3 separate regions of the Mus musculus genome follow, and regions 1 and 3 are each linked to region 2. The links are chromatin contacts, called in public Hi-C and promoter capture Hi-C maps. All regions are on one chromosome and are shown on one strand. The core of a region is the stretch at or near the end of the contact, and the rest is flanking DNA. Distances in the headings are between cores, read along the strand shown.

Evidence for each region. Promoter capture Hi-C pulls out the DNA fragments that hold promoters and counts their contacts. A called contact is a pair of places that touch in the nucleus more often than the background predicts.
Region 1: a Hi-C map of myeloid progenitors shows a contact between it and region 2, with 4 times the contacts expected there. The contact joins two enhancer-like sites. A contact is called at or near these places in 1 of 39 promoter capture datasets (hippocampal neurons), 33 of 484 Hi-C or Micro-C datasets (B cells, CD4 T cells, the MC3T3-E1 cell line and 16 more) and 1 of 115 datasets of contacts at active chromatin or transcription factors (bone marrow-derived dendritic cells).
Region 3: a promoter capture Hi-C map of neutrophils shows a contact between it and region 2, with 3 times the contacts expected there. The contact joins the promoter of Ifngr1 here to the enhancer-like site in region 2. A contact is called at or near these places in 7 of 39 promoter capture datasets (the 3T3-L1 cell line, the C10 cell line, the HPC-7 cell line and 3 more), 2 of 484 Hi-C or Micro-C datasets (large pre-B cells and pancreatic cancer cells), 6 of 115 datasets of contacts at active chromatin or transcription factors (the 230-238 cell line, bone marrow-derived macrophages, pro-B cells and 1 more) and 1 of 9 other capture datasets (embryonic stem cells).

Annotation. Positions count from the first base shown.
Region 1 is chr10:19,520,289-19,524,175 of GRCm38.p6, forward strand. No RefSeq gene overlaps it. Among named protein-coding and RNA genes, the nearest start is that of Gm33104, 36 kb to the left of the region's middle. Within about 2 kb of position 2,118, at least 79 of the 459 cell types and tissues checked have an H3K27ac peak or open chromatin away from gene starts, as enhancers often do. A contact at or near this core is called in myeloid progenitors and regulatory T cells, where this site is marked.
Region 2 is chr10:18,930,235-18,933,639 of GRCm38.p6, forward strand. No RefSeq gene overlaps it. Among named protein-coding and RNA genes, the nearest start is that of Tnfaip3, 83 kb to the right of the region's middle. Within about 2 kb of position 1,442, at least 26 of the 459 cell types and tissues checked have an H3K27ac peak or open chromatin away from gene starts, as enhancers often do. A contact at or near this core is called in bone marrow-derived macrophages, myeloid progenitors, neutrophils and 1 more, where this site is marked.
Region 3 is chr10:19,589,814-19,593,261 of GRCm38.p6, forward strand. It overlaps Ifngr1 (interferon gamma receptor 1), which reads left to right and starts at 2,136. Exons shown (of 7, transcript NM_010511.3): 1 at 2,136-2,384. The coding sequence starts at 2,273.

The DNA.
Region 1 (3,887 bases), core at 868-3,367, 590 kb after region 2:
ACATAGGAACAAAACATACATACACATAAAAATTTAAATATTGCTGTGGTCTCTGAAAAATGCTTATATTTAAGGATATGTATTTTTTCACCTATGCCAACTGCACAACTTAAAAAAAAAAGGTAACAATATAATAGCAGCAACATGTGTAGTGCCTAAATCATGTCTTCAAAAATAATTTCCTGTATAAAGAACTGTTTCCCTACAGCGATAGCTGGTTTCAGACCAAAGGCAAGTCATACAACCATGACCTCTTTTTCCAGAAGTCAAGGAAAATACCTACAGAATACAGAAACCCACTGGAAGCAGGCTCGGTGACCACATGACTTGACAGTGGAACTTGGGGAAGGGATGGGTGCAACAAACTATAATATATTGGGTATATAAAACCCATACGCTGGGGCTGGAGAGATGGCTCAGCGGTTAATAGCACTTCCTGCTTTCCAGGGGACCCACGTTCAATTCCCAGCACCACATCTGGCAGCTCGCAACCGCTGTCACTCCACCTCTCGGAGAGATTTGCTGCTCTCCTTAGACCCCCCTGAGCACCTTAATACATATGGGGTGCATTCCCAGAAATGCACACATATACATAACTAAAAATAAATACATAGCGTCACCTCTATGCTCATAGACCTACTTTGTAAAGTGGAGAAAGAAAACTATTTTATTCTTCACCATTAGAGGAAGCGAGAGTCACAGCTCCTTGTACTGACTGGTATGAAAATGTTCGGTATTAAACCTGTTTTTCTTGAATAGAACCAAGTAGCCCTGCTTGATAAAGGAACGGTCATTCCAAATTATTAGTTATTCTGCAAAGCCAGTTTCCAAGCCTAAGGAATGACAGAGTCAGAAAACAGCCATGCGATAGAAAAGCCAACATTTTTCTCAGTTAGGTAAACAGCCAGACAACAATCAACACCACTGACATCATCAGCTGGAAGTGTGAGAGAGCCGGGATATTAAAAGAAAAGCTTCCATGAATCCAAGAACTGCTATTTTCCACGAATGATTCAGGATGCTACCAGGACCAGCCACCAATTCAAGAACTGGAACAAACAGAACATAAAATCTTTCCAACTTATGTTCAGGGCAGAAGTAGGTGGCTGTTAAACAGTGCTGACACCATGAAGCAGCAATCAAATCCAGGATTTGTTTTTAATCAACTGGAAGGAAAAATAGCAAGAGAGCATGTGGCTGTTGTATGGACATCTGAATTGGAGAAAACCCACCTTTAAGAAGGACATTTATTAAACATTCCAGAAACTTCAAATATGAGCTAGGTACTAAAGGATAGGGGTGAACTGTTGCCACTTATGTGTGATAACAGTAAATGGTTAGAATCCCTTCTCAGAGATGCACTAAACACAAAGTGTGGAAGAGCAGTGTGCATGGAATTTGCTTTTAAATATGCAGGAGAAAAAATAGAAAGAGGAGGAAGGAGGAAGAAGAGGAGGAGGAGGAAGAAGAGGAGGAGGAGGAGGAAATGTAGAGAGTAGGCACCATGCCAATCATCAACACCAGAGTGAAGGCACCAGGTTTATTACACTGAATCTCCGTCTGTGTGTGTCTAAACTAAAAGCATTTTACAAGAACTATAAACTTTTGCGTGAATTTTAAAGGAAACCACAGGACAGCTAACATGGCTCAGTGTGTAGAGGCGCTTGCTGTGAAGTCTGACGATTTAAGTTCAGTCTCTGGAACACATATGGTGGAAGGAGAGAATCAATCAACTCTTGTAGATTTTACACACACACACACACACACACACAGAGACAGAGACAGAGAGACAGAGACCAAGACAGAGTGACACAGACAGAGACAGAGACAGACACAGAAAGAAGAGAGACAGACACAGACACAGAGAAAGACAGAGAGAAGAGAGAGACATGAGCACAGAGAGAGAGAGAGAAAGAGGTAAATGTAGTTAGAAACCAAAACCAAACCAGAAACACTGTCCCAAAGGAAAGTGCCGAGTTAAGAGGACAAAAAAGAAAAAGTCAAAGCCGAGGGCTCCCTGCTTGTTGCCTGTGCCCAGCTTCCTCTGAGTGAGACTTCTAAAGGAGGAAATTATGCCAAGTCAAAGGCATTTAATGCTTAGCCTGGGAAGCCAGTTCTTCCTCAAAGAAACAAAACCACAGTGTGACAGACAGAACACATTGCTCTTGTGTGGTTTGCCAGACATATCTGTAATTTGTGTCTTTTTCTCTCTCAGGATCTCCCAAGACAGCTGAGCCCTGATACAGTACTTCTCTCCTCCTTGCTTCCCTCCAAACTCTCTACACAGCACTTGATATAAAATCTTAAATGTGCCTCTCTCCAGAGGACCTCAGCTCTCCCAGCGCTGACTGACTTTCAACACTCTGTCGGCTCCTAACATTTGCCATTGAGACCTGACTGTGGTGGCTAATCGTCATTGTGGATGTGACTGGATTTGGAATCGCCAGGTGACACATCTGTTAACCAGGCCTGGGAGGATGTCCAACCTGAAGAAAGTGCATGCAACTGCGGGCAACACCATCCTGTGAGCTAGGATGTAAAGATGGCACCAACATTCTTCTCTACTTGCTGACCACAGACACAAGTGGCATGGGAAGATCCTGTTAGTGACTCTCCACACTGATGGACTGTGTTCCCAATAAAGGCTTCCTTCTCTCCACACTGATGGACTGTGTTCCCAATAAAGCCTTCCTTCTCTAAGTGGCTTTTGGGAGCCACTTTGTTACATCTATGAGAAGAGAAACTAACACACGATCATATTCACACACTGTACTACTGCATCCCGCAGACTTGCTGGTTCCCCACAAGGCTTTCAATACCCCAAATCCCCACACTTAACATCTTTATTAAGATTGGGAAGATTTTCTGAAATAATACATTCATTTGCTGGTTTTATGGAGCAGATGATATTATGGTGTGGTGGTTTGAACAGGAATGGCCCCCACAGGCTCATATACTTGAATGCTTAATCATTAGGGTGTGGATTCCAATGGATTAGGAGATGAGGCTTTGTTGGAGCAGATGAGGCCTCCTTGGAGGAACTGTGTCACTGGTGTGGGCTTTGGGATTTCAAACGCTCAAGCCAAGCCCAGTGTCTTTCTCCTGCCTGCTGCCTGCTGATCTGGTTGTAGAACTCTCAGCTCCTCCAGGACCATGTCTACCAATGTGTCACCATGCTTCCTGCAATGCTGATAATATACCAGACTTCTGAAACTGTAAGCAAGTCCCCAGTTAAATGCTTTCTTTCCTTTATAAGAGTTGCCATGGTCACGGCGTCTCTACACAGCAATAGAATACTTGCTAAGACATATGGCAACCCTATCTATCCAGACCTGACTTTCTGTAGTCTCATCCTACCTGTGGTCCAAAAAGAAAATATTAAACAGGAAAATCCAGAGATAATTCATGTCTTAAAGCACATACTATTAAAATTAGGCATGATGAGGGTTCACTCCATCTTGTTCTTGCCAACCCATGTGCCTATGTGTATTGTGTACGTATGGGGGATGAAAGAATGGATGGAATTTTAGACATTCATGGTGGGGAGCATTGGGATTTATTTTTTGTGGATAAAGGTAGACAACTGTTCTTGTCAGTAAGATTTCCAAGCCTCTTTCTTATGTATTATGGAGTGCCATCCAGAGAGGAGCATTCAGATTCAGATTTAAGTCAATAGAAAGCCCCCCCCCTTTTTTTTCCTGCCTGTGACTACACTGGGTGTTTGGGATCCCAGTGTAGCCCAGAGCCTTTCTCAGGGTGAGTTTTGAAGAATTAAAAACTGTATCCTGTGTGGACATACCTCAGTTAACAAGAACAGGTATCCATATGCACAAGCACGAAGGCCCAAAAATATAGAGTTTATGAGCATTTACGGTTTCAGAGGGACA
Region 2 (3,405 bases), core at 192-2,691:
AATGCTAGGCGATGAGATGATATTCTGGACACTAAACTGCTAGCAAGCACTCACCCATCTGTCACAGTGGCCAGCTTTCCACACTGGGAGGGAACTTTACTCATACAATTAGTTAGAAACAGAGACGTAGAGAGTACGAGGCATGACCATGAAGTACTTAAAGAAACAGCCAGATCGCAGAAGGCGTGGGGTAGGACCATGTATTGGCGGTCCACCAGAGATACTGAAGAGACATTTTCTGGCCATAGGAAATTTGGAGAAAGATTGATTACACACAGCCAACTTGTATATCCTTGAAATCATTCCCAGAGTCTTAGCTATGCTAATACGCCCTTGTACATTTAACAAAAGCATTGACATAAGGGACCGAGGAGATGGTGCGCTAGGTGGATTTCCTCATGTCTTAATGCTTCTGACAGCTTGGTTTACTCTCATGGCTTAGATGAGAGGGGATTTGGACTATATAACATTTTCACAGCAAGCACGAAGGCCTGAGTGTGAACCCCCAGAAACTGTGTAAAACTCCAGGGGTTGGCAGTGTACACCTGTAACTACAATGCTACAGAAGGCAGTGAGAGAAATATTTCTGGGTCTTGCTGGTGAGTATTGATCCAGGTTCAGTGAGAAACTCTGTGTCATGAAAATAAGGCAGGAAGTGATATAACAGGTACCCAACATCTAGACTCCACATATACACACAGACACAAGTACCTGCATATATGTGTGCACATATGCACACAATAAACATATACAAACACACACACAAAGAAAATGTGTGTGAGAGAGAGAGAGAGAGGGAGAGGAGAGAGGGAGGGGGAGGGGAGGGGAAGGGAGAGGGGGAGGGGGAGGGGAAGGGAGAGTTGATTATCAGTAATATTGACAACTATAGCTGCTGCCTAGGAATTGCTTTCTTTCAGGAGCTACACAGTGTCTGCTCTTTAGGCTGTCATCTGTGGTTGTCATTTGCATGTTCTTATAACTCTTAAGAACATGCTTTTATTCTAGATATTGTTTTACAAAATGGAAACTTAGCTGTTTAGAAGAGTCTGTAAACCTTGGCAGTTGACATGACAGTGGATTCTGACTGGATTTTCTGCTCTGACCCCAAGACAATGTCCTCAGCTGATTCTGCTTGGACTAAGGTTCTAAACGGGGACTGGAAAACTTCTTTTGGCAAAGGGCCAGGGGGTAAACACTTTTGCTTTGTGGGCACTGTGGTATCAGCTTCTATTTCTTAACTTTGTTGCTGTAATGTGAAGAAAGCCATTGGTGCTGTGTAAATAGATGGGTGTGGCTATGGTCCAATTAGACTATATTTATAGAAAATGGAGAAGAGCTTGCTCTAAAGAACTAAAATGGGCAAATATACACAGTCAAAAATCACCTCATGGTAGCAGTTGTTGCTTCAAAAACTCTACTTTTAGCAATACAGGAAACTACTTCCCTTATGTTCTTGGGTCTGAGGAAACAAAACAATGAAGAACCGACAGTTTCCTGTTTCTGTCAGTATCAGGCAGGAGAGAGAAAAATTTCTTGCACTGGGAAGAAGAAATAGGGATAGTGAACCTGTGGGTCAGGGTAAGTTGAGGCATGGAGCCAAATACAGTGTTTTGGTTTTAATGTCCTCCACAGGCTCATATTTTGAACATTTATTCCCATGCTGACACTGTTTTAGAAGGCTGCTTAGTCTTTAGGAAGTAAAGTCTGGATGGCAGAAGTAGATCAGTAGACATGGGCCTTGGAGGTTATATCCTCCATGGGTCCAGCCTGCTCTCTCTGCTAACTGGCCATGTGACCATCAAACTCCTCTGGCACAGACTGAGGTCCTACCATGCTTTTTCACTGTAAATGGACTGGAATCTTTTAAAGTCATGAGTGAAACAAATCTTTCCTCAGTTAAGTTATTTCTGGTGGGTATTTGGTTACATTAATGCAAAATTGACAAATATACTGATTCTCAGTGTTGACTTCCCTACTTGCAATACCTGGGATACCAACATGGGTATCTACCTGATTTCTGAGTCTCAAGTTCCATTTCCATAAACAGATGAGAAGCGATGTTGGCCAGCTTTCTAAAGTTGAGTCTAGAAGGCAAGAGGAAGATAGCTGAACAGAGAGAAATAACAGCTGCCCAAGTATGGGACTCACCGGAAAGCTTCTTCATAAAGTGACGAATTGGAAGAAGACCCTGGGCACCAGATAGGAGCTGAGACTTCCAGGAATAAATCCTATTACAGCCTGGGGGTAAGTCCCTTGAAAGCAGAAGGGAATCAATAACAATCTTACTTATTTTTATTGTTAATCTTGGGTATCACGTTGATTATATGTGAAGTCGACTGAGAGACTCTGAGGGTTGGAGGGCTCCTAAGGGTATTTCCTGAAAGGACAGGTGGAAGGGGACGAGCTCTCCTTTAGAGTGGGGGCATCTTTGGTAGCTCCGATAAAGACAATCCAAGTGGAAAAGTTTCGATATTTGCCTGCTGGGTTTCTTTCTTTTTTTAATTGAAAATATTTTGTTTCATATAATATATTCTGATTACTGTTTCTCCTCCCTCATCTCCTTCCAGATCCTGTCTTCATTTCCACTCCTCAAATTCCATGCTATTATTTTTCTCTCTCTCTCTTAAGAAAAAGACCCAGGCATATAGAAAAGACAAACAAACAAGAATATAACAAACTAAAAGGCAACAAAAAGGGAATAAAGAGCATGAGAAATGCATATACACAAGCACCCACACATATGCACAATAGACACACACATATATGTGATATATATGTATGAACACACACATATACACCATTAAACACAAAATTGGAAACAGTAAAATGCAAGCAAAAGATCAGTAAGAAAAAAAAGGCTCAAACAAAAATAAATATCCAAATAAACCTTTGATGAAATTTTGTGTTGGTGATCTACTGCAGGGCACGGGGCCTGCCTTTATGTGAGTTTTGTCTAGTGAGAGTCCCTTGGAGAAACTACCTTTTCCCTGTTGAAAAGTTATTAATTGATGATATCTTCATGGCTGGGGATGAGAATTCATCTCTACTTCCTTACTTCAGTGCTGGGACGCCATTGGCTTGTATCTGTGCATGTTGCTTCAGCCTCAGTGAGTTCATATACATGCCAGCTTTATTCTATCTAAAGGCCTTATTTCCTTGGTCTCCTCTCTCCCCTCTGGTACGCACACTCTTTCTTTCTGCCTCATTTTCTGCAGTTTCCTGAGCCTTGAGTGGAGGAATTTGATGGAATTATCCCATTTAATTCTGAATGTTTCAAACTCTCTCATTCCCTGCATATTGTCTTGCTGTGGGTATCTATATTAGTTCTCACAGGAGGAAGCTTCTATGATGATAGCTAAAAAATGGGTGGATCTATGAGTATAGAAGAATGTCATTAGCCATTGT
Region 3 (3,448 bases), core at 886-3,385, 660 kb after region 2:
TCTGATACTGTAATCTCATTGTTCATCTTGAGAACTGGCACAACATCGATACTGCCCTTACAGTGCCTCTTCCTCAGTGGATACAAGGTCCATGGGGGCAGGTGCTGTGTCTGCCTCCCTCGGGGCAATATTTTACTGCATAGCTATATCTTGGGTATCCACAGAAGCACTCGGAAACACTTAACTCCCAAGCATCCTCTGCCTCCAGAGGACTATGGCAGTGCCTTGGAAGGAAGGATGCTCTGCAGGTGATATCTGAAGCTTTGTCCAGATCCTTCCTCAGAAATGGAAGGTTCAGTGCCATTCCCTCCCAGCCAGCAGGAGCGCAGCTAGTAATCAGCCTCAGCTGCCAGTCTTCTAGTGGGAGATGCTAAAGGCATGGAAGCCACAAATCATGTCCTGTTCTGGCTTGTATTCAGTGCTGGGAAGTTGCCGCTTCACTTCCTATACCCATGGAGGACACTCTACAAAGCCATCCCCACTTTGGAGCAATGTGTGAGGTTGACATGTCTTCACAATCAGATCTAGCTACCTCTCTTTTATCCCAGAGGTTTATCCCAGAGGTTTATCCCAGCAGCACTTCTCAAGGACTGTTTCCATCACTTCATAATCTGCTTCCTGGTAAGCCAGCCTGGGGCACATGGAGTCTCAACTACAACAAAATCTGCAAGCCGCATGGTGCGGTCTCTCCTACTCTATATTCCTAAACAGCAAAGTACAGTAATTTATCCTTGTGCCATACAATGACCAGAAATGCCTTTCTTGAGGTGCATATCAGATGCACACCCAAACTCTTATTCCAAGTACTCACATCTGTAGCACCAAGGGTGAGACATTTGCTGTGTACCTTTTTCAGAAATGCAGAAAACTGAAGTCTAACCTGAATCATATGTACTGAATCTGAACCTGCACAAGGTCACCAAGATTTATCCTGACGTCAAAGTCTGAGAAATGCTGGGCTATTAGCATAATTAATTCGTTAATTAATCAAGACAAATAACAAGCCTTAGCTGGTAACTCCAAGTCTGCAGAATGTCTTCATAACATTTTGCTTGGAAGACTCAGAGAATGTCATGCCAGTATCTCTCTCTACGGTATAGAGCTTGCATTCTAGGAAGCAGAGAAAATCAAATCAATATGCATATTGTAGGAGGGGGTGCAAATGTGTTATTAAAAATAAAGTGGAGTAAAGAGAAGGGGAGAGTGGGTTGCATTCAAATTCCTTGCAGACATGGTGATAAAAGAGAGCTGAGGCGAGTGAGGCAGCACAAGAGTGTTGTCTATAGTAAGTGCAAGGTCACTAAAGTGAATTTAGGGGAATGAGAGAGATTTAAACTAACCGGTGCGGTCAGAGAGGCAAGAGGGACGATCTCTTGATGAAAGACTACTTAGTGATCCGCCCTTTGACATTTCATCATTAAAATGGGCATGTGCTTTTTGTGGTGGTAGTTTGTTTTTGCTAAGAATAAAGTGCTAGCCAAGCACATTGGATTTGCGTTGTGGGAGTCTGAACAAACTGTCTTGAAAACCAGAAGTTTAAGTTCCGCGGACAAAACTGGTGGGAACTGGAGAAGGATTTTTGTAACTTCTCTAACACCTCAGGCTCCAACACGCCTCATGCTGAGGGATGAGATAAGCATGGTGTCTGGTTGTGGACTGAGGCAAAAATCTCCAACCCCAGGTTACTACATAACCAGAATGAGGAACTGAGGAAGGTAGTGTCAGGCTGAAGAAGGTAAGGTTCCGGTCAGAGTTTCAAACGTATCCACAGTCCAGGTCCTGAATACAGAGAAGAGCCCACAGTTTCAAACCTCAGGCTAGTCCACCCCTTCTCCAACTTAGTGAAACTTCTCCGCCCACGCAGCGCACTGCCTGGCTCCCCAGTCCAGACCTCGCCTATAACCATGTCCTAGTCCACTTTAGACCCGCCAAGACACGCCTCCTTGTATAGACCCCGCCTCACATCCCACCTCTACTCCCAACCTCCAATCAACTCTAAGAGATTGCGTATTGGTCCCGCCTCTCTGGCTAGACCCCCGCCCTGAGTCCGCCCCTGAAGAGCTGCCTTTTAACCCTTTGCCCCGTGAGGCTCCGCCTCCCACTTAAGCCACGCCCCTCAGTCCCAGGCTGGTCTCTCAAGCTTTGGTTTTGGCCCCACCCAGCTCCCCGGCAGGCCGCTTGCGGACTTGGCGACTAGTCTGCGGCGGACGTGACGCCAAGGCCAGGCCACGGGCAGCGCGGGTCCCCTGTCAGAGGTGTCCCTCGCGCAGGAATGGGCCCGCAGGCGGCAGCTGGCAGGATGATTCTGCTGGTGGTCCTGATGCTGTCTGCGAAGGTCGGGAGTGGAGCTTTGACGAGCACTGAGGATCCTGAGCCTCCCTCGGGTAATCTCTCCGAGCCGCTGCGGGCTGGGGCGGGAGGCCAGGCCGGAGGCGCCGGGCTGGGAAGTCCCTGCGTTCCTGCTGCGCCGCCCTGGGCAAGGCAGCCCCAAGGGGCCCCGGGGGCTCCGCGGTTTACACGCCGCTTTCGCCTCTTCTTTGCCGACACAACACAAATCTGTGGTCTGTTTTACAGTTAGTTTCCACGGCAGCGTTTGGCATTGTGTGTATGACTTACAGACTTTATTTTCAATCTGTAGTCGGAATCCTCTGAAGGAAAAGGGGTGCCAACGGATACTAAGAGATTCTGATTTGTTTGTTAGTCTGGCGTTTAAGTGTTGAGATGCAAGGGTTCTTCTCGTAGCTTAAATCCTCAGAGCCTTTGATTTCAAATGATTATATATTCCCAGGACATATATGCTGGGAATAGTTCCTCTTTATGATTAGAGCTCTAGAGACAGCAATAAAACTTTTCATGCCCTTCCAGTCCCTAATCGTAAGTATCTGAGAAGTTCCCAATCTCCAGCTGCTGGAAGGCATGGGGAGACCTCTTTAACTCTCAGGCGAGTTCCAGCTCTGAACCCCTCCTATGGTTTCCAGGAGCTTCAGTTAGGCGTGCAGATTCCAATCCTGCCTTGACCTGATTTTCACAGTAGCTAGGATGTAACCACCTAGATGTCAGATGAAGGAAATGAGGTGCATGTTCAAACTGAAGTTCCACTGAGCTATAGAGAAAAATGAAATCATAATTGCAGAACAGTGGAATCAGAAAAAGTGTTAGTTGTGTTACACAGCCAGATTAAAAAAGACAATTACCATGTTTTCTTATGATAAATCAACCCCAGAGAAGTGTGTGTAGGAAATCATGAGAGGGGAGGAAGAGATCTTGAGGAAGAAGAGTTTAAAACAAGCAAAAGCAGGGTAATAAAACTCATGGGACATTAATGTAGAAGAGAGGACTCTTGGGGGAGGCAGGTGACCAGAAACAGAGAGCCAGGAGCAACTAAGGAATGAATCAGAAGCAATAATGGTATGTATGCAATATGTATGAAAATGTCTTATTAAAATCT